2 separate regions of the Sus scrofa genome follow, and region 2 is linked to region 1. The links are chromatin contacts, called in public HiChIP or PLAC-seq maps. All regions are on one chromosome and are shown on one strand. The core of a region is the stretch at or near the end of the contact, and the rest is flanking DNA. Distances in the headings are between cores, read along the strand shown. Region 1 overlaps RAB31 (ras-related protein Rab-31). Region 2 overlaps PPP4R1 (serine/threonine-protein phosphatase 4 regulatory subunit 1).

What was found. HiChIP or PLAC-seq counts read pairs in DNA pulled down with a chosen protein or histone mark.
Region 2: an H3K27ac HiChIP or PLAC-seq map of skeletal muscle shows a contact between it and region 1, with 4 times the contacts expected there. The contact joins two enhancer-like sites. A contact is called at or near these places in 1 of 5 promoter capture datasets (liver), 13 of 47 Hi-C or Micro-C datasets (alveolar macrophages, blood, brain and 9 more) and 2 of 2 datasets of contacts at active chromatin or transcription factors (alveolar macrophages and skeletal muscle).

The regions. Positions count from the first base shown.
Region 1 is chr6:98,356,804-98,364,601 of Sscrofa11.1, forward strand. The region is part of intron 1 of RAB31 (ras-related protein Rab-31); the gene reads right to left. Among named protein-coding and RNA genes, the nearest start is that of RAB31, 25 kb to the right of the region's middle. Within about 2 kb of position 2,843, at least 17 of the 83 cell types and tissues checked have an H3K27ac peak or open chromatin away from gene starts, as enhancers often do. A contact at or near this core is called in skeletal muscle, where this site is marked.
Region 2 is chr6:98,520,672-98,528,469 of Sscrofa11.1, forward strand. PPP4R1 (serine/threonine-protein phosphatase 4 regulatory subunit 1) reads left to right here. Exons shown (of 20, transcript XM_021096060.1): 11 at 1-26; 12 at 5,587-5,756; 13 at 6,993-7,088. Among named protein-coding and RNA genes, the nearest start is that of PPP4R1, 62 kb to the left of the region's middle. Within about 2 kb of position 3,955, at least 5 of the 83 cell types and tissues checked have an H3K27ac peak or open chromatin away from gene starts, as enhancers often do. A contact at or near this core is called in skeletal muscle, where this site is marked.

The sequences.
Region 1 (7,798 bases), core at 1,593-4,092:
ATGTAGTACAGCCTGCACCAGTTCTGAGCCCATGAACACAACCGTGCCAAACGCCCTGCTCTGCGGTGTGCAGTTCAAGGACAGAGGACAGGATGGGGACATCAGCTCCTGAGACTCCACATCAACGTCGCTATTTCTGAGCTGTGCCTTGGGGTGGATTCCAGCTAACAGATCTGGGTCCCCAAAACCAGAGCCCCTCCTTCCCCCCTCAGCTGCCTTTACCCACCCCATGGATGGGCAGGTCCTTGTCATCCTGCTGTCCTCGCAACCCCAGCAACCCTGAACACAGAAGACCTGAGCTCCCACCCAGCTGGGACCGTGTCCCTTCTGACAGCACCCCTGCCAGCAGCACAGCGTGTGCCCTAAGTGAGGGGCTGGCATCCAGGGCTCTGGCCACACTGGCCACACCATGCTCCAGGGGCACATTTTAAAGTCCATGCATGCACTCTCCCCAAAGGCTCTGCTCAAAACAGCCCAAGGGTCCTACAAGGGCAGCCCTTAAAATACCTTTAGAGATGAAACTTTCCAAAGCCATCTTGAAAAGTATTCCTCGGAGTTCCCATCATGACTCAATGGAAATGAATCTGACCAGGATCGACAAGGACACAGGTTTGATCCCTGGCCTCGCTCAGTGGGTTAAGGATCCAGCGTTGCCAAGAACTGTGGTATAGGTCGCAGACACAGCTCAGATGTGGCATTGCTGTGGCTGTGGTGTAGGCCAGTGGCTACAGCTCCTATTCAACCCCTCACCTGGAAACCTCCATATGCCACAGGTATGGAGACAAAAAAAGAAAGAAAGGGGAATATTCCTCTGTACTCATCATATTCTATGAACTCAAGCTAAAACACCACTTTTCTGAGTACTTAAAGCAGCCAGCCTGCTTGAATTTAGATTTAAGGTAATTCTTCCACCAAATACAGTTGGTGTTTCTTTACTTTTTACAATTTAACTCCCAGCATCTCTCTCTCTTATACAGTTGACAAGAAAGAAGCAACAGGGCAAAAGGACAGTGCAAGTTCTAATTTGTCTCCAAAAACAAAATATTCTTACAAAGCACAGCTTAAATCATCTTCCGGGGGCCAGTGGCTTTGTGATGACCTTGGGGCCTCGTCTCCCAGGCCTGCTGTTCCCCAGCCGGCCACGAGGGGAAGGCCCTGCCCACAGATGGCAGAGATGAGCCAAGCGGATGCCAGTCTCATGCATCACGCAGCTTGGTGACTTCCTTTGCCTTCCTTTAGACAGTGACACAAAGGAGGAAAAGGACCATCCCGCGGGAAAATGAGGAGGTCCGAGGCAGGACATCCTGGGTGGATAAAGGAGTCGGTGGAGGACAAGGAGGGACTGGAGGACCAGGCCGCCCTCCACGGCTCCTTCACGTCCGGTGGACGTGACTCCATCCGCTTCCTAAGATGGTAAGGCCGTCGCAGCCCCTCGCCCAGCCTCCCGGTTTTGCAAGAGAGGAAGCTGCCAGGCGTCCTGCTGGCTAGAGAGGCAGAATCTAATTTTTGAAATTTTTAGACATCCTTAAAGGCTCTTACCAGATTCAACTTGCCAAATGTAAATTTCACCTTAAAAAAAAAAAAAAAGTCTATTTCTAGGACCCGCAAGGGGTACTTCTTTTACTACCACTTTCCAGCCTGACCTTCCACAGGGGAGTCACATGTCCTAAAAACACATTTGCCAGGTTCTGCCCCAAATGAAAGGAGGCATATTTCCAACTAGCAGGGAGGTGTGAGGAGAAAACCACCTCTGACCCCACCAACCAGGGGTCAGACCCGTGTAATCCTCTGGGGTGTCGGTCAGCGTTTCCTGTCTTGCCATTTGTGAGGCTGACACCAGGGCTGTGCTGGGGCCAAGCTCCTTCCAGGGAAATGGCTCCCTCTGACGTTCCTCCCCAGAGGTTACTGCTATTTGGGGCGAACAATACCATTCTCCGAGGAGCACCGCTTACTCCACACACTGCTCTGTGAACAGTCACGGTTACTGATCACACGTTAATCTGGAATAACGGAGTCACCAAGCCACAAACTTTCAGCTGCTGCCATGTGAATCGCTGGGCATCACTTAATTCACTCCTGGACTATAGCAGCAGACTGCAAGTGGGGGTTCCACTGCTCAAGAGAGAGAACGGTAGGAATTCTACCGGAAACGAATCCCACTGGGAACCATGAGGTTGGGTATTTGAACCCTGGCCTCGCTCAGTAGGTTAAGGATCTGGCATTGCCGTGAGTTGTGGTGTAGATCGCAGACACAGCTCCAATCCCCTGTTGCTGTGGCGGTGGTGTAGGCCAGCAGCTGTAGCTCCACTTGGACCCCTAGCCTGAGAACCTCCATATGCCACAGGTGTGTCCCTAAAAAAAAAAAAAAAGAGAGAGAGAGAGAATGGTAAACCCCAGGCAGCTATGTCCCTACCATGTGACCTGCACCAGGGGAAGACATCAGAGGTCATCTCAGGACATGGTACTGGAGGAACCTAACTGGGCTCATAAAACTAGGAGATACTAAGCACGTGCTATTTTAAACTGCTAAGGTTTTTCATTGAGCCATCATTGTCATTCAAAATTATATGAGTTTTAGGTGGACAGCACACTGATTTTAAGTCACCAGATTTGGGGGCAACTTGTTACCCAGCAGGGGGTAACAAATACAGATGAGTGAGCAACATCTATCAAGCACAAAGCTGAACCAATGTTATGTAATTCATGCGGCAAGCTGGTGAAGTGAGGCTACCCTGCTCCTTTTGAAGGGAGGAAATTCAAGCTGAGGACAAGTCAGAAATGTGAGAGGTCAGCCCTCCATGGATGATGAGGGCAAAGTTGTGCAAGACCCACACAGCCCCGCCCTGAGAGCAGCGATTCTGAACATTCCCCAGGAGCCCATGCGGGGGCGGGAAAGGACAGACACTGCGGGATTTAATGCCAAAGCCTGGTCAGAGTAAGGTAAGCAGCGAGGGTAAAGCTGCAGTCAACAGGTGAAGTGATGGTGGCCAGAGAGCTACAGGGAAGGCAACCATTCGATCTTGGGAAAAACCTCTGGGGCAGATGCCATGGCATCCATGACCAGAAAGCAGAGTGCAGCAGCCACAGTGCGAGTTTCCCATCCCCTCACAGACACTGCAGAGCTGCCTTGAGTAGTCAGCTCCACAGCCCATTCCTTAAAGTGCTTCTTCATCTCCTTGGAAACATTCTCCTGCATCAGGTACCCTTTCCCTACACGGTGAGTCACAGGGATCTGGCGCCAGCGGTGGGCTCTTTGGGGTCCTCCCCACTTCCCACTCTGAGCACCTGGCGCCCTTAGGAACAGGACACAGGTTCTCCCCTCTGGACCAATCATGGCCAGGATGCTGTGCTGCTTGATGGAGTGAGAAAGGAAGTGGGGAGGACGCAGTGCCTGGGTATTTCCTTCTCTCTGGCTTTAGACAATCCTAACCTACCTCTGAGGACTGTTCTAAAGCCCCACTCGTGAAGCCATCCTGGGTCTCAGGAAAGTCTCAGATGAGAGGCAACAGTGGTTCCACAGTTACTGCTCTGACACCGCGGCAAATGTGTCACTGGAACGCCGGTCTTTCTCACCAAGCTTGCCGCGTGCAGCCAGGGCTCCTGGGCAGACACAGTCCTGGTAGGACCCCCAGCCCATAGATCACTCATGCCATCTCACCCTCCTTAGGATGGTCTGGCACTGCCACACCTGCCCTGGCATTCAAGTGGGAGGTGCAGCCACAAATGCCAAGAGCCCTGGGACTCAGAGGGGAGACGCTGCCCTCCAGCCTCCCCTCATCCATCAGCCTGGACTTTGTCCCACGGGCAGTAGAACTGACCCACTAGGGATGCAAATTTAAGAAGCCTGGGAGGAAACCAAACACTGGAACAGAGGCACTGAGGAGGCTGTTCTCTTGCCGGCTGCATTTTTCTTGAGCACCCACTATGTCCTGGCATTTTCAGAGATGACGAGGGCCAGTCTGTTGGAGCTAAGACTCCACATCAAGAGCTCAGCTGTACATCCCAACTATGATGCGCTTGCCAGCTGGCACGATCAGACCCTCAGTCAGGTGAATGAACACTCTCTGCTTCGCTGACCCCAAGCCGAGATCCAGTGGGATGTAGACAGTTACCTGCTGATTCTTAATCAAGACAGTAGATTACAGCAGATGGACATTCACCCTTCTCAACTGCAAACAGTCAATATACCTCAAGGTTTTTATAACCTGTGGATTCTAGACACTGTTCACGTCTTAGCCACCTGCCTGACTCGATTAAATTATAACAGCGTTTGACCCACAACACATGAGGAATCATCCTATACATGTTGATGGTCAGCTACCTCTGGCCCCAGACTCAATTCCCACATCATTGTCCAGTAAAGGGACTTGCACGAAGGGATGAAGTATGTCAGAGGGAAGGGGCTGGGTCCACAGACTGTGAGAAAAACCATCCCCGTAACTATCATGATGCTGTGACTTTCTTACGGTCTGGTTCCTTCAATCATCTGGCATTTCTGCAAGGGTCTCACAGACTCCACAAAACACACATAAAAGGCAGCTGTGGAAAAGTAATTTCCAACTGGAGGGAAATTACTACCACCTCACTTTCAATCTATGATCTTTGGGAATAAACACTAAACTATCACACTTGGTTTAAGAAAGGTGACTGGGGAGTTCCCGTCGTGGCGCAGTGGTTAACGAATCCGACTAGGAACCATAAGGTTGCGGGTTCGGTCCCTGGCCTTGCTTAGTGGGTTAATGATCCGGCGTTGCCGTGAGCTGTGGTGTAGGTTGCAGACACGGCTCGGATCCCGCGTTGCTGTGGCTCTGGCGTAGGCCGGGGGCTACAGCTCCGATTGGACCCCTAGCCTAGGAACCTTCATATGCCGCGGGAGTGGCCCAAAGAAATAGCAAAAAGACAAAAAAAGAAAAAGAAAGGTGACTGGGAAACACAAGGCTATCTGCACCGCAGCTTCCAGAAGACCCCCCATGTTGCGGCCTCTGAGCAGGGCCCCCGCTCTTGCCCAACCTCCAGGGTCAAACATCAGGCTCCCCCATCCTTTCTTTGTACAAAGGAGAGAAAACAGGTGTGGCCTCTGGGGCCGGAGATGAAGACACACCCATGGGGACAAATTCCCCAGGAATAGCCTGAACCAGTGCACTGTTGACTATAAGCAATAAGGCCATGGAAACGCACCTTCAGATTTCCTCACAGAGTCCCCCACAGTGTCCTCTGCTTCCTGCCAAAGACCTGCTGGACATCAAGGAAGAGGTCACATGACTGCAGACCTGCCCTCCACTGCTGGCTGGATGCTGCGTTACAGAGTCAACCCCTATATTGTTAATGCTCAGGCACAACCCTGGTCTGAAAAACACCTGCCACCCAGCACCCCTTCCACCACCACCTCTGCATGGAAAACTAACCTGAAGCCTTGCCAGAGAGGAGGCAGAGGTGAAGACAAGGGCGCTGAGGGACCTGGACTGAAAGTAAGCACCTGTGCCCAGGTGAACGGGAACTGCAACAGAAGTGATGACTCAGGGAAAAGTGAAGAGAAGGCAAGGACATGTGGGCAAATGGAGCCTCTGACTTCCAGGTTCCGAGTCACGGTCACCAAGGAGCTACTGATAACACCAGCCGCATTATCCACATGATGATGATGGTGATAGAGAATGTTTTATTAAGATACCTCATGTTAACCTGCCTCATCGCTCTAATCTTCAACCCAATTCTCTGGGGGATATACTACTACTACCTTCAATACAGTTTGGAAACCAGGCTCAGGAAGGGTCAGCAGTTGAACCTTGTCTGTGCCTCAGAAGCCTGAGCCTCTAATCTCCATCTTCCGGACAAGTGCGACAATGCATTTACCTTCCGCTTGCTCAATGTACCCCGTGTGCCTAAGACACAGCCAGCACTGCATTAGGCGCTGGGGAGCCAAGAAGCTGTACCCTCTCCTCTATAAGACACACAGAGGAAGGCGATGTGGAGCCAGATTCCAAGGTCCCAGCCTCCCGGAGCCTGGGTTTCATCTTCTTGACACAAAGGAGCAGCCACTCCCAGACACTGTGCCTGCATCCTGGTGGGATGGCTCAGCCATGTGGTTTCCTTGGCACCTCGAGATCTCCTTACGCATGATGTGCCAGCACACACCCTGTGTGAGAAGCTCATGAGAAACTGCAGCAATGGTCTTTCTCCACCTCAACCTACACTCCAAAGGTTTTCCAGCTGACGGAGCCCACGTTCAGCACCAAATCTGAGCCTCTCCGAGGCCCATCAAGGTCAACATTCTGGGTTTACAGATGGAGAACCTGGGGCCCATGCACATCACAGGCACACTGCTTGCCAAAGGGGGCGCCGCCAAACCCAGGCCTCCATCTCTAGGATGTTCTTTCCCTGACACTAAATGATTCCAGTCCTACGGCAGCAAGTCCTTAGAGGATCTGAGCACATGGGACCAGGAGGGCCTTCGGAAGCAACTTGGGTGAAGGGAGTCAGAAGATACAAACTTCCAGGTGTAAGATATACACGTCCTTGGGGACGAAGCATGCAGCATGGGGACCAGACTTAACAACATTGTATTGTATATTTACAAGTCTATAAGAGTATGCCTTAAAAGTTCCCATCACAAGAAAAAAACATTGTCTAACTATGTGAGGCCATGGATATTAACTAGACTTATGCGGTGATCATTTCACAACATATACGAATGTCAAATCATTACGTTGTATACCTGAAACTAATATAATGTTCTATGCCAATTACTTCTCAAAAAAGAAAAAAGATCAAAGCAAAAAAAGAAAAAAAAAGAACTTGGTAAGGTTTTCATAGAAATAAAAATGCATTTATTATGCAAATGTATGCTGCATGATCCTAATAAAATAATGTTCAATTTTCAAAAAGATTGAACAAAATGTTAGATTTATTTCATATTGGTAGAGATAACTTAACCTAACTAGAATATGGGCAAAGTGAAAATAGAATTCTTTTCAAAAAAAGAAAAAAAAAAAAAAGCTAGGGAGGAAAAAGTCCAGAGCTAAGAAATCTCAAAGTGAGGAGTTCCCACTGTGGCACAACAGGATCAGCGGATTGATAGCACCTCTGCAGCACCAGGATGCAGGTTCAATCCCCAGCCCGGCACAGTAGCTTAAAGGATCCGGTGTTGCCACATCTACAGCATGGGTTACAACGGTGGCTCAAATCTGATGCCTGGCTCAGGAACTCCATATGCCACAGGGTGGTCAAAAATGGAAGGAAAAAAAAACCCTCGAAGTGAAATAATAGACAGTTTCCTACAGCTGAACAACTTTGGTTAATTTCTATATTAAAACATGATTTTGTGCAAATAGGTGTAGATAAATTGATAACAACCCCATAGAGCTGACCACCTTCCTCTTCACGTGATAGGAGGGTAGCAAAGAAAATGTGTAGTGAGTGCTTCTCAAGATAGGAACTGTCCCTTGTATGAGTAACCGAATATTCCCAGAGATACTGTGGGTACCTACATGCAGTATGAGCATGCCCATAAAGCCTGAGCCCCAGACTGCTCATCTATAGAAAATGATGTGTGCATCCTCTGAGAAGTGTGTATTTATTTACAAACTGCACCCATGCAATACTATCCTAAGATATCTTGCAACCTATAAGACATAGTCAGAAACAGAAATTTTAGAAGAACGATCCATCTATCAGCACCATCTCAACACTGTTTGGCCAAACACAGAAATCTCTGGATGCTGAGGCTGGCGCAAGCTGCCTGCACACCCCTCAGATTTCACATTTCTGCTCATGCCGTTGTCACAGACTTAAAATCAGTACT
Region 2 (7,798 bases), core at 2,705-5,204, 160 kb after region 1:
ACACATCGATGACCCCGACGTGAAAGGTATGGGGTCAGTTGGGTCATCGTTCTGAAGCTGACAAGACACGTTACTTCCTGACTCTTTCCCCCAGAAAAACTACCTTTGACAAATCTGTTTGGGGAGTTCCTGTTGTGGCTCAGCAGAAACGAATCTGACTAGTATCCCTGAGAATGCAGGTTCGATCCCTGTCCTCGCTCAGTGGGTCAGGGATTGGGCGTTGCTATGAGCTGTGGTGTTGATCACAGGCGCGGCTTGGATCTGACGTTGCTGTGGCTGTGGCATAAGCCAGTGGCTCTAGCTCCGATTAGATCCCCAGCCTGGGAACCTCCATATGCCCCTGGTGCAGCCCTGAAAAAAGTCCATTTGTCATCATGTGTTGTTGTCTTGGAAAATGTGAATATCTGGAGTTTAGGAAGTGAATTTCTGATGAGCTGGTCACTGCGTTCCTAAGGGTGGCATATACAGATGTTGTGATTCACAAACCACTCTCTCTGATACGTTCACACTTCCTTCTGTGTATACATTTTTGAGCCACACCTTGTTTTGCTCTCGGTCTCCTTAGCCTTTTTATAAAAAGTGGATGCAGTGTTGGGTTTTAAGGAAAGACTGTGGATGATCTGCAGTAGACAGAGCTGCGTATTTGCCTGTGGAACAGGAGGTTGTAGGAGCTGTGGGTGTTTGCAAGGGTCACGGTGGTGTCTCTGCTTCTCAGTTTTCACCTTGTTCCTTTGGGTTACATTCTGACACCTAGATTCTGTTGTTGTAAACAACAGCCTTAGAGGTTGTTCTGTCAGAATAACCCAAGCTCTTACCCAGTGGACTGCGTATTCTCAGTCTGTGTGAGAATGAGGTCCTGAGCTGCCCTCGGCATGCAGGGTCCCAGGCAGGAACCTGTTATTCGTGCCCCTTGAAGACCTGGCCTTCCAGACCTCTGTCACCTTTCAGTGATACACGAAATGTCATCTTAAAACAAAAAACAAGTGTGAAAAATCCCCAGCCTGCAAATCTCAGATCTTTATCACTTTGTGGATTTTTTTACCCGTTGTTAGTTTCAGAAGCTAAACTTTTTCAACTGTCATTTGCTTAGTGTTAGGAAATACTTTCTATTTTGAAAGCAAAGTGATACCTTGAGTATCCTTCTAAAATTCACAAGATTTTTTTCAAAGCTCAAACTTTGAAAATTTCCTCAGTGGAGGTGAAAGTAGCAGTTATCTTTATTTGGCTTTAACTTACTATGAGTTTTAAAGATTTTTTTGTGGTAATTTTACACTTGGAGAAAAACTAAATGATCTATTTGATGAAAAGCAAATTCAGGAGTTCCCGTTGTGGCTCAGCATGTTAAGAACCTGATTCATGAGGTTCTAACCTGATTCATCCTGAACCGTGAGGATGTGGGTTTAACCCCTGACCTCGCTCAGTAGGTTAAGGATCTGGCATTGCCATGGGCTCTGGTGTAGTTCAAAGACAAGGCTCAGATCCCGGGTTGCTCACATCCGAACCGCTGTGGCTCTGGTGTAGGCCTCACCTGTATCTCCAATTTGACCCCCTAGCCTAGGAATTTCCCTACGCTGCAGATGCAGCCATGTAAAGAAAAAGAAGGAAAGACAAATTCATATACTTGATTGTTGAAAATTATTTTGGTTTTAACTGGCAGAGAGGTCAGTTGCATTCCCTGGTGTCCTGTACCCCAGCCCCCGCCCCCAGAGCCCACTGGTCTATTTTCTTTCCCCGTGGTGCCACCTTTTCCAGGCGGCGAGTGAATGAGGCACCGTGAGCCTCTGAGTCTGTGTTGGCGATTTATCCTCCTTGTTCCACGAACCTCCTCCTTAGTATTTGCAGCAGAAGATCCCACTTTTTGTCCCTCGCAGTGGATTATTTTCTCTAAAAAACCTCCTGTCTTTACTTTCCTTGATCGTTCCTCAGTTGATTTTTTACCCCTTGAACCCAGAATTCTGCGCTTTCTGACAGTGGCTGGGTGGCAAGCACTGAAGTTTGCTGTCTGGCAGTTCAGCGTCTTGCCCACAATCTGGCCTTGTCTTCCCTGCCCCCCAGGACAGGATCGAGACATAACCTTCCCCAGGCGGGGTGTCGGCTCCTGAGCACTGTCTTTACAGCTGCCTGCTTTTTATTTAAATTTTATGGTCATTATCACTTGAAATTTTATTCAGTTGATCAGACCTTGGTAGCTCATGTTTCTGTTTTTCACACACTCCTTATTTTTCTGGAAAATAAGTTCCTCGCTGGCTTTTAAAAGCCTATTCAGGGATTCTTGCTGTACTTAGCTGCTAGTTAGTTCTCTGACACATAGTGAACACTTAATAAATATTTATGGAAATAAATATTGAATAATCTATATTCTTTTTTAACAAATAAGCTAAAAATATTATGCATAGTTTGTTTTTTTTTTTTGGCTTTTTTGGTTGCACGCACAGCCTATGGAAGTTCCCAGGCAAGGGATCAAGTCTGAGCCACAGCTTCAACCTACGTCACAACTGCAGCAGTGCTGGATCCTTAACCCACTGTGCTGGGCTGAGAACTGTCATAGTTTGCTTTTTTTTAAAGACCTGCATGGGCATAAGAGTTTCAGGACATGACTTGGATTTCAGAAGATGGCTGATATTGTCTGCCTTAAAATTGTTCTAGAAGTTTACAGCCTGCATTTGAGAGATTTTGGTAATGCTGTCTTATGATTTCATCAATCCTCTTTCTAATTTGGCTCTTAAACCTGCTACGATTTAAATTTGTCAGGTTGTTCTTTCTGTCCATAATGCTCATGCTTTCACATCGTATCCACTGATTGATTGATTCGCCCAGCATTACTTATCAAGTACCTGTTATGTGCCAGATACTCTTCTAGGCACTGAGGATATACCAACAACAAACCAGACAAAAACCCAGCCTGGAAGAGCCAGGAGGCTGAGACACTTAGTACGTGAACTGCCTGTGGCAGGTGTCCTGCTGCCAAACAGACGGCCCCAGAAGCTTGAGCCTTTGGCTTTACTAAAGTCTGAGGGCATAGTTAACAATCATTCTGTCACTTGTGGTGACTGTGCCTGACTTTTCAAACTTTAGAAGGTGTGCTGAGGAAGTTTCCGTTGTGGCTCAGCAGTAACAAGCCCGACTAGAGTCCATGAGGTTGCGGGTTCGATCCCTGGCCTTGCTCAGTCAGTTAAGGACCCAGCGTTGCTGAGAACTCTGGTGTAGTTTTGCAGATGAGGCTTAGATCCCACGTTGCTGTGGCTGTGGCGTAGGCCAGCAGCTGTAGCTTCGATTCAATCCCTAGCCTAGGAACCTCCTTATGCCATGAGTGCGGCTCTAAAAAAAAAAAAAAAAAAAAAAAAAAAAAAGTGTGATGAGTTTTTAAAGGGGCCTTGAATGTGGATACCCTTTCTTTTCTAACTCTGCTCTTGTAGGCAGTCATTTCCTTCAAACTGTCAGAGAAAATCAACCTTTTTGAAAGGCAGTACTTTAACCCCAAATTGAAAACTAAGTTCTGACCAGGGACTAAACTAGTTATGTTGCATGATGTTTTCCTGACAGCTGGACAGTAAGATCTTGGGGGGAAAGCAGGGAGGTGCTGCCCAGAGGCCTTGAAGGGGGAGCTGCCCAGCCCCACCCCAACCCCAACCCCACCCCTGGTGTTGTTGGGCCCAATGCAGGAATTAGTTCTTCTGGCAGTTGCAGCCAGAAGAGTCATTCTATTTGTTGACTGAAAGCAATAAATGATTGGGGATTGCTGTTGCTTGTGGCAGAGTTAGAAGTTGTGAAGGTTTGGACCAGCTGCTCCAGCCTCTAAGGGAGAGAGGGAAAATCTGGGTTTCCAGGCGGCACTGCACGCGAGTCTGGGTTACTGGGGCAGGTGTCTGCACAGATCCCTGCTGGAATGGGCTCTGCTCCCGGGTCTTGGTCTGCGTGGCACATGAGGTCAGGCATGCTAAGGACCTGGCTCAGTCTCTCCCATTGGTCTGGCAGTGCATCTGCTGCCCTCTTGGCTCCAGTGGAGAACTGGGCATCAGGCTGTTCTGGAGCCGGTTTTATAAACTTTGTGCCAAGTTTTTGGTGGTTTTTTTTTTTTTTTTGAGAGCTGTGCCCATGGCATATGGAAGTTTCCAGGCTAGGGGTCAAATCAGAGTTACAGCCGCCAGTCTGTGCCACAGCAACACCTTATTTTTAACCCATGGAGCAAGGCCAGGGATCAAACCTGCGTCTTTATGGATACTAGACCGGTTCATTACTGCCGAGCCACAACAGGAATTCCCTGTACCAGTTTTTTGAAGAAGCTAACGTCACATGTGATGTACTTCAACTTCTGTGAACATACAAACCTAAAGATAAGGGTGAGCATCGACAGGCTGGAGTCCAGGGTCCCCTCTGATAAGTGACCCACATGGGGCATGTTCTGTGAGAGTCTCTGGTTTGTCAGGTGCTTCCCAGGAGCAGGTCAAATGAGGACCCCCACCACACACATACACACTCACACACACCTGTTGGGTGTACGTAGACAGAGCACCTGCGTGTGATGGACAGTGGGTCTCCTTTCGTGCGGTTGAGATCTCACTGTGGAAACAAAGGATTCCCAAGGGGTGTGGGGGCAAAGCGATGGAGGGGTTGGTAGAGATTGCAGCTGAAATTCGCCAAAGAACGAGGGCGCCTTCCGTGAGTAAATGTGGGTGATTAGACACCTTCACTTTGGCCTCTGCAGTAGGTCACCGTCCTGTATGTTCGCGTGTCTCTTTTGCCAGGGACCTCACGTACCATTGGCTAGAATGGTGCCAGGGCTGCGGCACGTCATAGGCCATCTAAATCAAGTGGTTACTCTGGTTGCTGTTAATGGTGTGGGACACTTTCTCATCTTTGTACTGAATACGTTGGAAGTTAAAATGTATAAATTTCTGAGCATCCAGGTGGATTGTTCCTTGACGTGATGCCAAACGCTATGTTTTTGGCTGAATTCCTCTTTTATTTGGGTGGGGAAGGAGGTTTATCTTAGCTTTGAATCACTTTTATAAAGAAAGTGCAACTCAACATCGACAAGACCATTTGCCAGACGTCAGGCTGCTGCTTGGTAACTTGTCGTTTTGGTGTCCTGCAAGCAGGGCGTTGCTTCATTGGGATCCCTGTGTTTGGGACCAGTCGCTAGTTTCATTTTCCAAAAGAATTAGAGAAAAACAGAGCGGACTGAGACGTGTGATGTTTGACTGTAACTGCCACAGAAACCCTTGTAACTGCCATTGTTTTCTGTTGGCAGGGCTTGCGGGGCTGCTCTCCTGCTAACTAGCTTAGTAAGTAAGCCTGTCGGTCTCGTCATGCATCACTGCAGCTAGTGCACTGACCCTGAGATTGACTCCAACACTAGCTAGCCCCTCTCTCCATACTAACGCCGAATAATGTGCAGTAGTGGATGAGCGTGGTTAATCTCACGGAAGCGTCTTAGTTTTTTCCTTTTTCTCTCGGAGAACTAATGATTTACCGCAGTAGAGGTTTTGTCCAGCTTCTGGGTGGCAGTGTCCCTAAGGGGCCTGCTCATCCTCCATTGCGGGAGCCTGCCGGGCAGGCCGTGCTCACTGTCTGTTCTGCCCACAGCGCAGGTGGACGTGCTGGCCGCTGCCCTGCGCGCCTCCAGCCTGGATGCCCGCGACGAGGCCTCTGAAGCCACCAGGAGGGCCACTCAGGACGAGCCGGCTACTGGCGAGCCCCCTGGCTGTGGACTGGGCCACGATGCCACCGGGCCACTCATCAGCGATGCTGTTGAGGTAACTTGCGTTCACAGCGAGCTGGGTGGGCCCGGAGGCTTTCATGGGTCACAGGGGCGTGGCACGCCCTCGGCAGCGTGTTCTCACCTCCCCCTTAGCGTCACGTCGTCATCGTCACCACATCCCGTCCCTGTGACTTGAGTGTCACGTTGGGTGCTTGGAACAGGGATCCCTTGCAGGCCTCCAGCAGCCTCATCCTTAACCTAGCTCACTGCAGTGAGATGGTCTTACTGGAAGCAAAGCCCTTTATCAGGAATAATTAACTCTTCCCTTTTCTTTCTGGAGAGGTGCTTTGTTTCTGGGCGGACCCTTTCACTGCCTCGAGCAGCGCAGTATCTGAGCGGAAGATCGGGACTTGAGGCCAAGTTGCGGGATTATCTGGACTCTGGAGTGTGAGGGTGGGTACTGTTTCCAGCATCACCTGCCCATGTGCCTGGAGCTGCTCTGTGCCCTCCTGCCCTCATTTCCTGCCACATCCACGCCAGCATCACCTGGCGTCAGTGTTTCCCCTCCCATGTTTATGTAAACAGGGAGGAGGAACAGGCTGCTGGGAGCCAGGGTCAAGTGGTCGCAGATCAGAGCAGCCCAAAGGCTGAGCTCAGAGAGGAGTCATCGCGCCCCCAGGGGCACCATGTCAGAGGCTCTGGCAGAGTTTGATTTGCTTTCTGCGAAGTGAGGCCCGCTAGAGTTAGAAGGGTTGTTTAATAGCAGTGCTTCAGGGCGAAACCCTGACCAGTTAGCATCTTTAGAGACTGGAATACTGTGTGTCTGCGTTCTAGAAGGTGTTCTGTTTTCATTTGGGGGTTTGGTGGGGTGGGGGGAGCTGTTAAAAAAGTAAATTTGTGTAATTAGAAATAGCCGGGAATGGAAACCGTAGAAGAGAAACCACACATGACCTACCGTAAGACAGTAGACTGGACCGCCCTCTCTAAGTACTGTTTTATTAATAAGCTAATTATCAATGTTTGGGACATCTGAAAATCACTTGTAAATTTACTTTTTAATGACATTCATTCTGGAATTTATTTTCATACATTCAGCAACTTCCTCTGCAAGTTCGATGTAAGGCAGGGGAAGTCCTTATGGGTCTTAGGTTTGTTGATAAGCATTTAAAAGTGTAAGGAATCTACATGTATTCTTATCTTTTGGCAGTCCTGAAAGGTAAGTAACTTAGAAAGGTAGTTTAAATGAAGGGAACTGACAGGGTGGTTCTTCAAGTGACTTTTTTCCTGGCAGACCCTGGACTCCGCCCTGTGCTACATTCGAGATGATTCGGACTTGAGCAGCAACAGCGGTTTTAGTCCTGATGAGGAAAGGCGATCTAAAGTGCAGGTAAGTGACCAGAAATGCTGTATTTTGGGTGGGTGTCGTTAATTCCACTTTACAACCCATTTGTCACCATACTTGGCCTTCCTTATCATGAATGTTTTGAAAATCAGGACTAGTGTAGCACAGCTTTACTAAGAGGAGTCTAGCAGTGGCGTAAATACAAGCAGAAACCTTCCCTCTCACACCCGTGACTGCAGTGGTTCGGTCCCTGTGTGATTCTGCTGAGACCTTCTGCGGGCAGAGCTCCCTAGGTGCGCCTCCGTCAGCAGCATCGGGCCTGCCTGCATCCCCATTGTGCCCAGTTGCCAAGGGCTGTGAGATGAGCACAGAGAGAAATGCTCAAAGCTGCAGGTCAACCCATGTCAGAGATTTTAAACATTGGGGAAGGTGTGTGTGGGACCTGGGGATGTGTGCTCTGTGCCTCGGGGCTCTGCTGCAAGTGGGGGATGTGCAGGCTGGTGGAGCTGTTCAAGAACCTGCCTGTGATTTGCTTCGGGACCCTGGATCCCAGGGTGTCTGTTCTTTATGTTTGTTCTGTTTGTTAAAAATGGAGTCGGCATTCATAGTGTTTTAAAACAAGCTTTTCACCACTTCTGTCGTAGACATTTTCAAGCCAGTATGTGCAGATTGTCTCACTCCTTTAATGAATTTGTTTTATTTTTAGAAAGTAGATAATAAGCTGACAGAATTCACCTCCCTTCTCAGCTTTTCTC